2 separate regions of the Mus musculus genome follow, and region 2 is linked to region 1. Evidence: chromatin contacts called from public promoter capture Hi-C data. All regions are on one chromosome and are shown on one strand. The core of a region is the stretch at or near the end of the contact, and the rest is flanking DNA. Distances in the headings are between cores, read along the strand shown.

Region 1 (4,840 bases), core at 1,046-3,545:
ATTCTATGACCTATACAAGTTAATAAACAGTATCAGAGCTTACTTGACACTCTAAAGCCAAGAGAGCAGTAAAGTACGAGACCAGGAGAGACACTGAGCATCCCCTCCTGTGCACAGTAAAGGCAGACTTCTCCACGTTGTCACATATTATGAAAAATGTTTTCCTCCAATAAAAAAAGGATGTAATCCTTAGAGCTTTGAAGCTTCACTGTGCAACCTGGAAAGTCACTGCATGGCTCTTTGCCCTTCCTGGGGGGCTAGCACATGACTTTGTACATGATAAGCACGCAACCTACATTAATTGAATGATACAAATTCCTTTTGAGGTTTTTCAAGTCTCAAAGCAAAAACCTTTAAGTGTTATTCCAAAGCCAAAAACCCAGGAGAAGACAAAGCCATGCTGGTTTCCTACTACAAGTAAGAGATGAGCTTTGCTGTAAGAGCACATCAAGCCTTCGCAGAGGTGGTCTGGGTACCAAGATTATCTGTCAAGTAAAGACAAACTAAGATGGGCCACTAAAGGGCTTCTGTAAACTTAGAAAACAAGTATAAAACTACTCAGGCTGTTCTTGGGTCAAAAACAGGATTGTCAAAATTTTCCCAATGAAATTTTATTTTAAGGCAACATGAGGATTTTGCTTTGTGTGTGGAGATAACACTCCAACAAAATAACTTTTGTGTTACAACACTAAAGAACTATTAAGTAAGATCCAAATGTTTCTGAGCCAAGGTGAAAAACTTTGGCAAAGGTTCCCCCAAAAATGTGTAATGTGGTAATTTAGTGAAAAGTTTTGTTTTTCACTAGACATCCCTTCAAACCTTAACTTGGGAATGAATTTTGTTGCTATGTGCAGACATCAATACAAGCAAATTGAGGTAAAACAATGGTTTTTCTTAGTTGTCAGCACCTGCAATCCCAGCACTGAAGAAGCTGAAGAGGAAGGATCCCAGGTTCGAGGCCAGCCACAGTAAATTCAAGAGCAGCCTAGGCAACAAGGTGAAACCATTTATCTAAAAACAACAAAATGATCTTGTGAGGGCTTAGGGAAGCTTCGCACGGACTCCTGACTCTGAAGTGGAAGCTTGCTTTTTTACTTATGTTGTTGTTTTGAGGAAGCCTGCCTGCAATCCTAATTCAGTTGGTATCTCAGGTGTACACCACCATCTGACACCCAACAGAAATATAAAAATGCCCTAGGTGTACTGAAAAGAAACTATACGACAAAACTGTATTTCGCTTTACAAGTACACTATCTTCTTTAGAGAAGACTATACAAAGGGTCTCTTAACTAAATCTTCACACGCAGTAAAGCCATCCTTGTAGATAAGATTCTAGATTCTATTACCTAAGAAATAGGACGCCAAAGTGTTCAAGCATCATAATCAAGAAATGTTTGCCAGGTTTTCACTTTCAGGTTAAAAAACAAAACTGCTGTCACCTCAACAACGGGACCAGACAAACCTTGCCACCATTACAAAACCCAAGCGCCAAAGGTGCAGAATATGAAGCTCATCGCTCTACTGGGCCAGAATTGAGTGTCCAAGGAGGAGGGAAAACAAAAAACAAAAATAATATCAAAACCGGGAATGCAACGCGGGTCTCCTCCGCGGATCGAAGCGGGGAGACGCGCGGTAGGCCCTTCCGGTCCGAGTTGCCGTCACCGATAGGCCGGGCGATGGGCCGAGCTTCCACCCGAGCCCGAGGATTCTCGGCCTACACGAGCCGGCGCCCTGACGCCGGCGTCGGCCTTTGCGGCGCCTCGGACTATGCACCGTGGTTTGCAACAGAAGCCCGGGACGCCACCGAGTGTCCTGGAGGAGCTGCGCGGAACGCCGAACCTAAGCAGGCCGACCGAGGACGCGGCAACGGCAGAGGAGGCCGTGGCCGCCCCTCCCCCACCGGGCCGCCCGCCCCAACCGCCGCGGCGACGCGAGCAGCCTTCTCCGCGCCAGGCCCAACCGCCGGGCCAGCCGAGGCCAAGCGAGGCGGCCTCCAGGAGCTCCGCCCGGCCTGCCCTCCACCACGACCGCGAGAAGCCGCCCGGGGCCCGTTACTCCGCGCGCCGCCACCGGTCAGGACGCGCCGCCCTCGGGCTGGAGCGACCAACGACAGCGGGAGACCGCGGAGCAGAGACTTACTCAGGGGTCGGGTGCTCGGGATCGTAGAAATCCCCCATCTTCGGTGGCGGCTGCTGCGACGGCAGCGGCTTCATGAGGAGCGGCTGGAGGCGGCGACGCTAGCCCCCTCCCCGCGGCAGGCCGATGCGGGGGAGGGGACCGGAGGGGAGGCGGCCGCTGGTCCGATCGCGGCGGCGGCAGGGGCGGCCGGCGTCGCTGGCTGGCTGGCTGGCCCGCCCGCCCGCTCTCTCGCTCTCTCGCTCGCTCCCTCCCTCCCTCCCTCCCTCCAGCAACCGCCCGCCCGCCGCTCTCACCCTCACACACTCACTCCCGAAGCGACGCGCACCCCGCCCGCCCTGCAGCCTTGCAGGCCCAGCCCCTTAAAGAGACACGCACAGGGCAGCCCACCGGCCGCCAGTCGGCGCGCCAGCACCACCGACCCTGGCAGGGGCGGGGTACAACCCGCCGGCCAGGCCAGGCCTAGCCTGCGGCCTCCCGGAACAATAAGTCCCGGGGCCGAGTGTTGGAGGCGGGTCCCGGAGCTGGAGGGGAGCCACCGCTGCCCCTCCCTGGACAGCGTCCGTCCCGGGAACAGCCCAAGGCCGTCAGGACACCCGCCTTCATCCTTCGAAGCCCTGGGAGAGCCTGGCCTCCGGGCACTGAGGTAGCGCAGCTGCCGCCCTCGCCCGCTTGCTCCTTTATTCGGTCTCTCTCGCCCCTTCAACTGGCTCTCGGCCGCGCACCGAAAACCAAGCTAAGCAGGGGCTGCTTCTCAGCCTGGGCTTCTCGGACACGCCCTCCGCCCGCCAGCCTCCCGCAGCCCCCACCACCGTGTTCCCACCGAAACCACCTCACCGCGGTATTCTGCCCTCGCCCTAAAAGTCAGAGAGGCTATGTTTGTTAGACCTGGGGGGGGGGGGTGGTCCTGAGGAAAAGGTTATTAATTAGTCTTACTAAAAAAAAAAAAAAAAGTTAGATTAAACTAGAAACTTTTTATTTCTGGATTAGCAGGATTTCGTGAAACTATTAGCTAATTTACACCTCGCTGAATTTATAGCAGTTGCTTATCATGAAAGTGGCAGATTAGATAGTTGAGATCTTTTGTGGAATTTTCTTTGATTAGCCACTAATTTTTTAATTGGAATCACCAATAAATTGAAATGTGATCTAACAGAATCCTTCACTAGCTAACTTGGCCGTATTGTTTAGACAAACATCTTCTGTAGTTAAGACTTACCCTGAACACTTGAATGCTTCATCCTGCCTACAACCTCTTGGGTGCTGGGATTCTAGGTTTTTTGTTTTGTTTTTCAAGACAGGGTTTTTCCTGTGGCCTAGAACTCAAATCCATCTGCCTCTGCCTCCCATGTGCTGGGGTTAAAGGCGTGTGCCACCACTGCCCAGCCTAAAATGTATTTTTAAAATTGTTTTTATAGGAATGGTATGTGTTGAGCCACACACATGCGCACGTGGAGATCAGAGGATAACAGTGAGTCCATTTTTGTCTCCCATGTGGGTCCTGTAACTTACATCATAAGGCTAGGCAGAAAGTGCCTTTACTCACTGAGCCATCTACCATGCATTTACATTTTTTTTCACTTGTATGTAGGCTAGCAGAATTTTTTTATCATTTTGTTTAGAGGTTAATCTGGATTTTTTTTTTCCTGGTAACTTTTACTCATATCATGGAAGTTCAAGGTCCACCAAAAACAAAACAAAACCCGCTCTAGGTTTCAGTCTCCCACGACCATTTTGTTTTGCATTCATTGGTGAGCTTTCCTTTGTGGCTGAAACTTGCTATGTGCTATACTGACCTCAAACTCAAAATCCTTACCCCAGCTTCCCTGATGCCTGGATTACAGGTGCCAGACACCACAACCTGCTGAAGATGAAAGTTTTGTTGTGAACAGATTCTCTCACTGCTGTGAGGATAAAAGGAGGGACTTGTGAAACCCCGAACTTCCTCTTTTTGATTCTTTTTGAGACAGGGTTTTGTGTATCCCATCTGGCCTTGACCTCAGTAAGTTGGCCAAAGATGACCTTGAACATCTCTCCTCCTCCTGCATCGACCACATAGTAGAGAGGTTACAGGAAGGGAGACAGCACCAGAGCTGGTTTATATGGTGCTGGAGATTGAACCCAAGGCTTCCTAAACACTAGACAAGTACCCACCTAGTAAGAAATATCCCAGTCCATAAAATCCTAAACTTTAAACCAATACCAGCCAATTTCTAGTCCTATGACATTGGGCATGGCTGTTTCTGGGGTTTCTACAGCCTTACCTATTGAAATAGAAGAGTATCACATAGATAATGTTATGAACATTGTACAACAATGCCTTTCATTAAACAACTATCTTTTTTTGTTTTGTTTTTTTGAGACAGGGTTTTTCCTCTGTGTAGCCTTGGCTGCCCTGGAACTCACTCTGTAGACCAGGCTAGCCTCGAACTCAAAATTCTGCCTGCCTCTGCCTCCCAAGTGCTGGGATTAAAGGCATGTGCACCACCACTGCCAGGCAAGTTTGCCTAGAGCGTGAAGCTCTCTTCCTGAGTCTCTAGTGTGCTATCACGCCCAGCTATATTTTGAATATATTGGAGCTCTTTGCCTTAAATGTCACATAAGCCATTGGCAGCCACTTGACATTAGGAAAGGGTTACTTTGCATGGATACTAAGTTGAGAGGAACCTAAGATGAGGTGTATGGGTTTCCCATTTCCTTAATA
Region 2 (4,840 bases), core at 870-3,369, 590 kb before region 1:
CAAGAACAGAATCATCATCCTATCAGCTGGACAGAAATAAAAAGCAACATTGGAGAACACTCTGAATTTAAGTATCGATATCCAAAGGGAGAAAGATGCCAAAAAGTTAGTCAAAGAATCAAAGGGACGTCTGTCTTAAGTTAACACCAATACATTTGGTATTATCTTCCAACTAGTCAATAGGACTTCTAAACTGTCAATCAAGGTAAAATAATCAGGACTCTACAAAGAAAAGAAAAGAAAAAAAAACTGGAAAGAAAGCAAGGTTGTCCCTATAAAGAACTCTGGGATCCAAAGTTTTTTTGCATCTCATTTTGAAAGACTAAAATGATCAAATGACATTGCAGCACTAAAAAGTTACTTCAAGTTTGAAATTAGTCAATTCTAAAAATACACCAAAACTTCAACACAATTCCTTCCAGAACAGAAGTTAATATAGTCTCATTCAGCATCTTTAAGGATAGGATGGCAAAGTGCTGCAGCTTCCCACTCAAAAAGCTATTTTATATAGTACACAGTACTATTTCCTACCTCAGTGGTGGTAGCTCTCCTTCCCAATGACATTTACTTGGCTTCTAAATCCCTTCATTTGTCTTCCCACATCTGGTAAAAAAAAAAAGGGGGGGGGGACTTAAAAATCACAGCAGTCCAACAAAGTATTACAAAACAAAACATTATACAAATTTTAACGTTTGATTTCCATGCCATAGTGCATGACAATCACCACCCAGCAACAAACAGAACCAAACATTATACATCACTCGCTATAAAAAAAAAGAGTACAATTATCTAATTAAACGGGCAGAAAAGGTCTGGCTTTCCTCTATTTCAATGGGAAGATCCCGATCTACGAGTCAGAGTGTGACCTCACTTCCGACGTGAATCACACTTTCCGAAGTTCTTACTCGGCATGAGTGTATTAAATACGAGGTCATAGGATCCCTGTAGTTGTTAAACAGAGCATGATGTTGGTTAATCGGGGCTAACTCTGCAAGACATTGAAGCTACGGTAAACTTGGCCAACTAACTCTTACTGCAACACACATTCTTCAGCAATTGCAGCTTTTCACACCTACTGGGGAGAAAAAGTCCAACACTGATTAAGAATGTATCTGTCGATACCCTGACTGCACCTCTTCTCGCTGCGATAACACAACACGAATAGCAGTCACTGTTATCCTTACAGAGTTTTCAGTCAATCAAGCTACTGTAGAAAAACCGTGGCAAAAATGCTGAGTCACTAAATGGGAAAAGCAAAAGGGGCTACAAATACTGAAAGTTTGGGATACCCTTTAGCCACGTTTCTACGTTATATTTGTATGTCTCGAGGTGGGGAACATAATACACAAAGCAAACGCTTGAACTTTTCTCCTCTGGGTTCTCTTATGTCCCTTGCTTCCTGCTGGATATCCACAGCAAAGGGAAACCAGGCCTGACTGGAGCTATGAAACTCCACAATGTGGGTGTAAATAACGCCCGCTGTTAGTCAAGCATTAACCCTGACCGTCCTGCCCTGAGCCTGGTAAGCCCGCGCGCTTCAGTTCAGATCAAGAAGGAAGCAGGAGAGGGGGGAATCTCACTCAAAAAGCTACGCCCTCCACCGGCCTGACACCGTTCCCGGGGCGGCCCCTCCCGGGACAGACTGAGGACAGAGTCTGCGGGAGTGTGGCGCCGGGAGCAACGGGAGCTGGAGCACCCAGCTGTCCCAAGTGATGCCCGGTCCAAGGGGCGTAACCCCTTCTTCCCCCGCGGGGGGCGGGCGAAGCGGGAGCAGGGGACCCGCCGGGCGACCCCAGCCCGGAGCCGCCACTGGGCAGCGCCTGGAGACAGCCGGGTCCGCCGCCTGCCCTTACCTGCGTGTGGCGCGGGATGAGGCTGCGGCGCCGCCCGGAAGGGCCGGAGCGGCCGCCCGGGAGCCGGGAGAGGAGAGCGCCGGCCACACTCTGCACCCCCCCGCACCGTCCACCCCGCGGGCCGCAGGGAGACAAAAAGAAGGGCTCCTCGCGCCGCGGCCGGTCGTGGAGTCACACTGAGCGCGCCCTTCGCCCCGCGGCCGACACAGCGAACGCGACCCGGGACGAGCCGCAGCCCGAGCAGCGGCTGCAGCTGCGGCGGTGGCGGGGCAGAGGGGCGGGGCCACCGGCCGGCGACCCGCTCACCCGGAAGTACTTGTGGCAGGCGGCGGGGTAGCGGACGCGCGCGGCTCGGAGGCTACTGGCTGGACCGCGGAGCGCAGGGCTCGCGGGTGACGGGGAGGGAGACACGCTCGACACGCACTGGCTCAAGCCGGGCCTGGTCCCGAGCGTTGGTATCTGAGCGTTTCGTAACCGTACTTAGCCAGGTGGCCTCAAAGCGGTCTGGTGGGAGGTTTTGGGTGAGTGAGGCACCTGGCGCGCAGTCTGTGGGAAAGGATGTGGAGGGTGGGTGTGGCTGAACGAAATGAAAATACCTGTTTTTAAAGAGATTTCCACCTGAGGCTGTAGCGCAGGTAATAGGGTGCTTACTTAGCATATCTGTAACCTTGGGTGCCATTCCCAGCATAAAATCAGGTATGATGCTATACACCTGTTGTCCCGGGTACCCTGGAACCTGTGGCAGGGCAAAGGAGTTTGAATTATCACAGTGAGACCTGTACACATCACACACACGCGCGCACACACACAAACACACAGACCCAAATCGTAGGCATGTTCTTCAATCCCAAAAGTATCTGGGGAAGGCCCTCACGTTCAAAGTTCCAGGCACCGGAAGCCCTGATCATGCTCTCGGGGAAACTTGCCTTCTAATTGAGTAGATGAACTTGATCAGATAAACAAGGTAATGACAGATTGTCGTGAACTCAGCGGCAAGCAATGATGAGAACATTTTGAGGGTGAGGCCTCTGGCTGGAGAAGATGGTGAGAGAAGACCTCTGGCAGGAAGTGATAGCCGAGCAGGTATCTGGGGGAAAGGGCACAAAATGGTCTTAGGCACGACCTCCCATCTGCAAAAACTGCAGATTTCAGAAGCCCACGAATAAGCCCACGGATGACATGTTTGGATTTTGTCTGATGGCTTCTAAAAGGACTTTCAGAGCTGCCCGTATCCACTGAGATATCAAAGGCTTGATTAACCTTTCATGTTCACGGGGCTGCCACTGTGGGATCAATCAATCCTGGAGGTTCAGCACACAGAGAAAAGTGTGCTGAGAGAAACTGTGTGTCTGTCTGTCTGTCTACAATTGGCTCACAGACAGCAACTTTGGGTGGTATTTCCCTGGAGTCATGCTCCTTGGTTTTTTAAAGACATTATTAAATCTCACATAGACCTGGAATTTACCAGGTCGGCAAAGCTAGCAGCCACTCCAGTGCTGGGGTCACAGGCAAGCGCCACCACACCTAGCTCTCTTTCATTGTAAAAATAGGCGTTAACACTAGTGTTGTGAAGCAGCTTTAGAAGTTCGCTGTTACTTCTCCTTCATATTTTGCCACCTATTTGGCAACTGAAAACAAAAACGACTCCTCTTGTTGAAAGAGTCTATAATAAACGATTCGAAAGAATGTTGTAGACTGACACTCTTTGTCACAGCGAGGAGTCCCTGACTCAGGCTGTAACCCTGAATTACGTGGTAGGCAGTCGTTCTCGGCACATTAAGTCTCTCTTTCTGCCAAAAATATCTGTTCCCAGATCTTTATGGAATATTCTGACATGTGAATGCCCCAGGTCTGTGTGGGCTGGCTGCTCCACAGATATATTAATAGATGAAGGAAAATTTTGCAAATGTTTATACTTTTTGGAAAGTGTGATGGCTGGATCCATACATATTTATTCTTTCCACAGCAAATCTTTCATAGTTTTCTTAGATAATGCCAAGAAATAAAGTGCTTCCTTTTTTAATAACAAATATTCATTGCTGATTTTACTTGCCTGCATCAGATATTGTATTTTTTATTTCAACTACCAGAATCTGTGAAAGTGGATATATTTTTAACATGAATGTCTCTGATATTAATGACAATAATGTGTTTTTCATGTTTCTCTTGTCTTTTCATATTTTTAGATGGAACTATCTTGGCAAAAGCTGGACAATGTTCCTTTATTTGAAACACATATCTGGAAACATCATTAGTTCAGACATTAAAAATAAACTACTAGGAGTTGTGTGAGCAAGTCAGTCAAAATTTCAGCATGGCTGGCAAAGGGACTCCTGAGGCGCCAGCCATAACTCGGGAGCTATGGAGAGTTGAGAGCTGCTGAAGAAATGAAAGTCACTTTCTTTGTGGATGTGGTTGAACCCCAGTGGGTGGCCTCACACCCACATACATGTGGCCAACAACAACTAGACTCAGGGGCTGAACAGATGGGTCAGTGGTTAAGGACACACTGCTCTTTCCAAGGACCCAAGTTTGACTCCCAGCACCAACGTTGAGTGCCTCACAACTCTGTAACTCCAGCTCCAGGGAAATCTCCCATTTCTGTCCTCGTCTGTGTTACTTGTATACAATTCACACGGACATATACATATATACACATATACACATATATACATAACTAAAAATGATTTAAAAAAGCCAGGCGTGGTGGTGCATACCTTTAATCCCAGCACTTAGGAGGCACAGGCAGGCGGATTTCTGAGTTCGAGGCCAGCCCGGCCTATAGAGTGAGTTCCAGGACAGCCAGGGCTACACAGAGAAACCCTGTCTTGAAAAACAAAAAACAAAAAAAAAAAAATAATCTTAAAAATAATAATTGGTCAAGACTATTGTGATGGTTTTTATATCCTTGGACCAGGGAGTGGCACCATCTGAAGGTGTGTTGGAATAGGTGTGACCTGGTTGGAATGGGTGTGTCACTGTGGGTG

Evidence for each region. Capture Hi-C pulls out chosen DNA fragments and counts their contacts.
Region 2: a promoter capture Hi-C map of adipose tissue shows a contact between it and region 1. The contact joins the promoter of Lrrfip2 here to the promoter of Setd2 in region 1. A contact is called at or near these places in 1 of 39 promoter capture datasets (erythroid cells), 2 of 115 datasets of contacts at active chromatin or transcription factors (bone marrow-derived macrophages and memory CD8 T cells) and 1 of 9 other capture datasets (adipose tissue).

What each region holds. Positions count from the first base shown.
Region 1 is chr9:110,530,052-110,534,891 of GRCm38.p6, reverse strand. Setd2 (SET domain containing 2) reads right to left here and starts at 2,295. Exons shown (of 21, transcript NM_001081340.2): 1 at 2,140-2,295. The coding sequence starts at 2,213.
Region 2 is chr9:111,115,403-111,120,242 of GRCm38.p6, reverse strand. It overlaps Lrrfip2 (leucine rich repeat (in FLII) interacting protein 2), which reads right to left and starts at 2,119. Exons shown (of 15, transcript NM_001374664.1): 1 at 1,854-2,119; 2 at 532-603.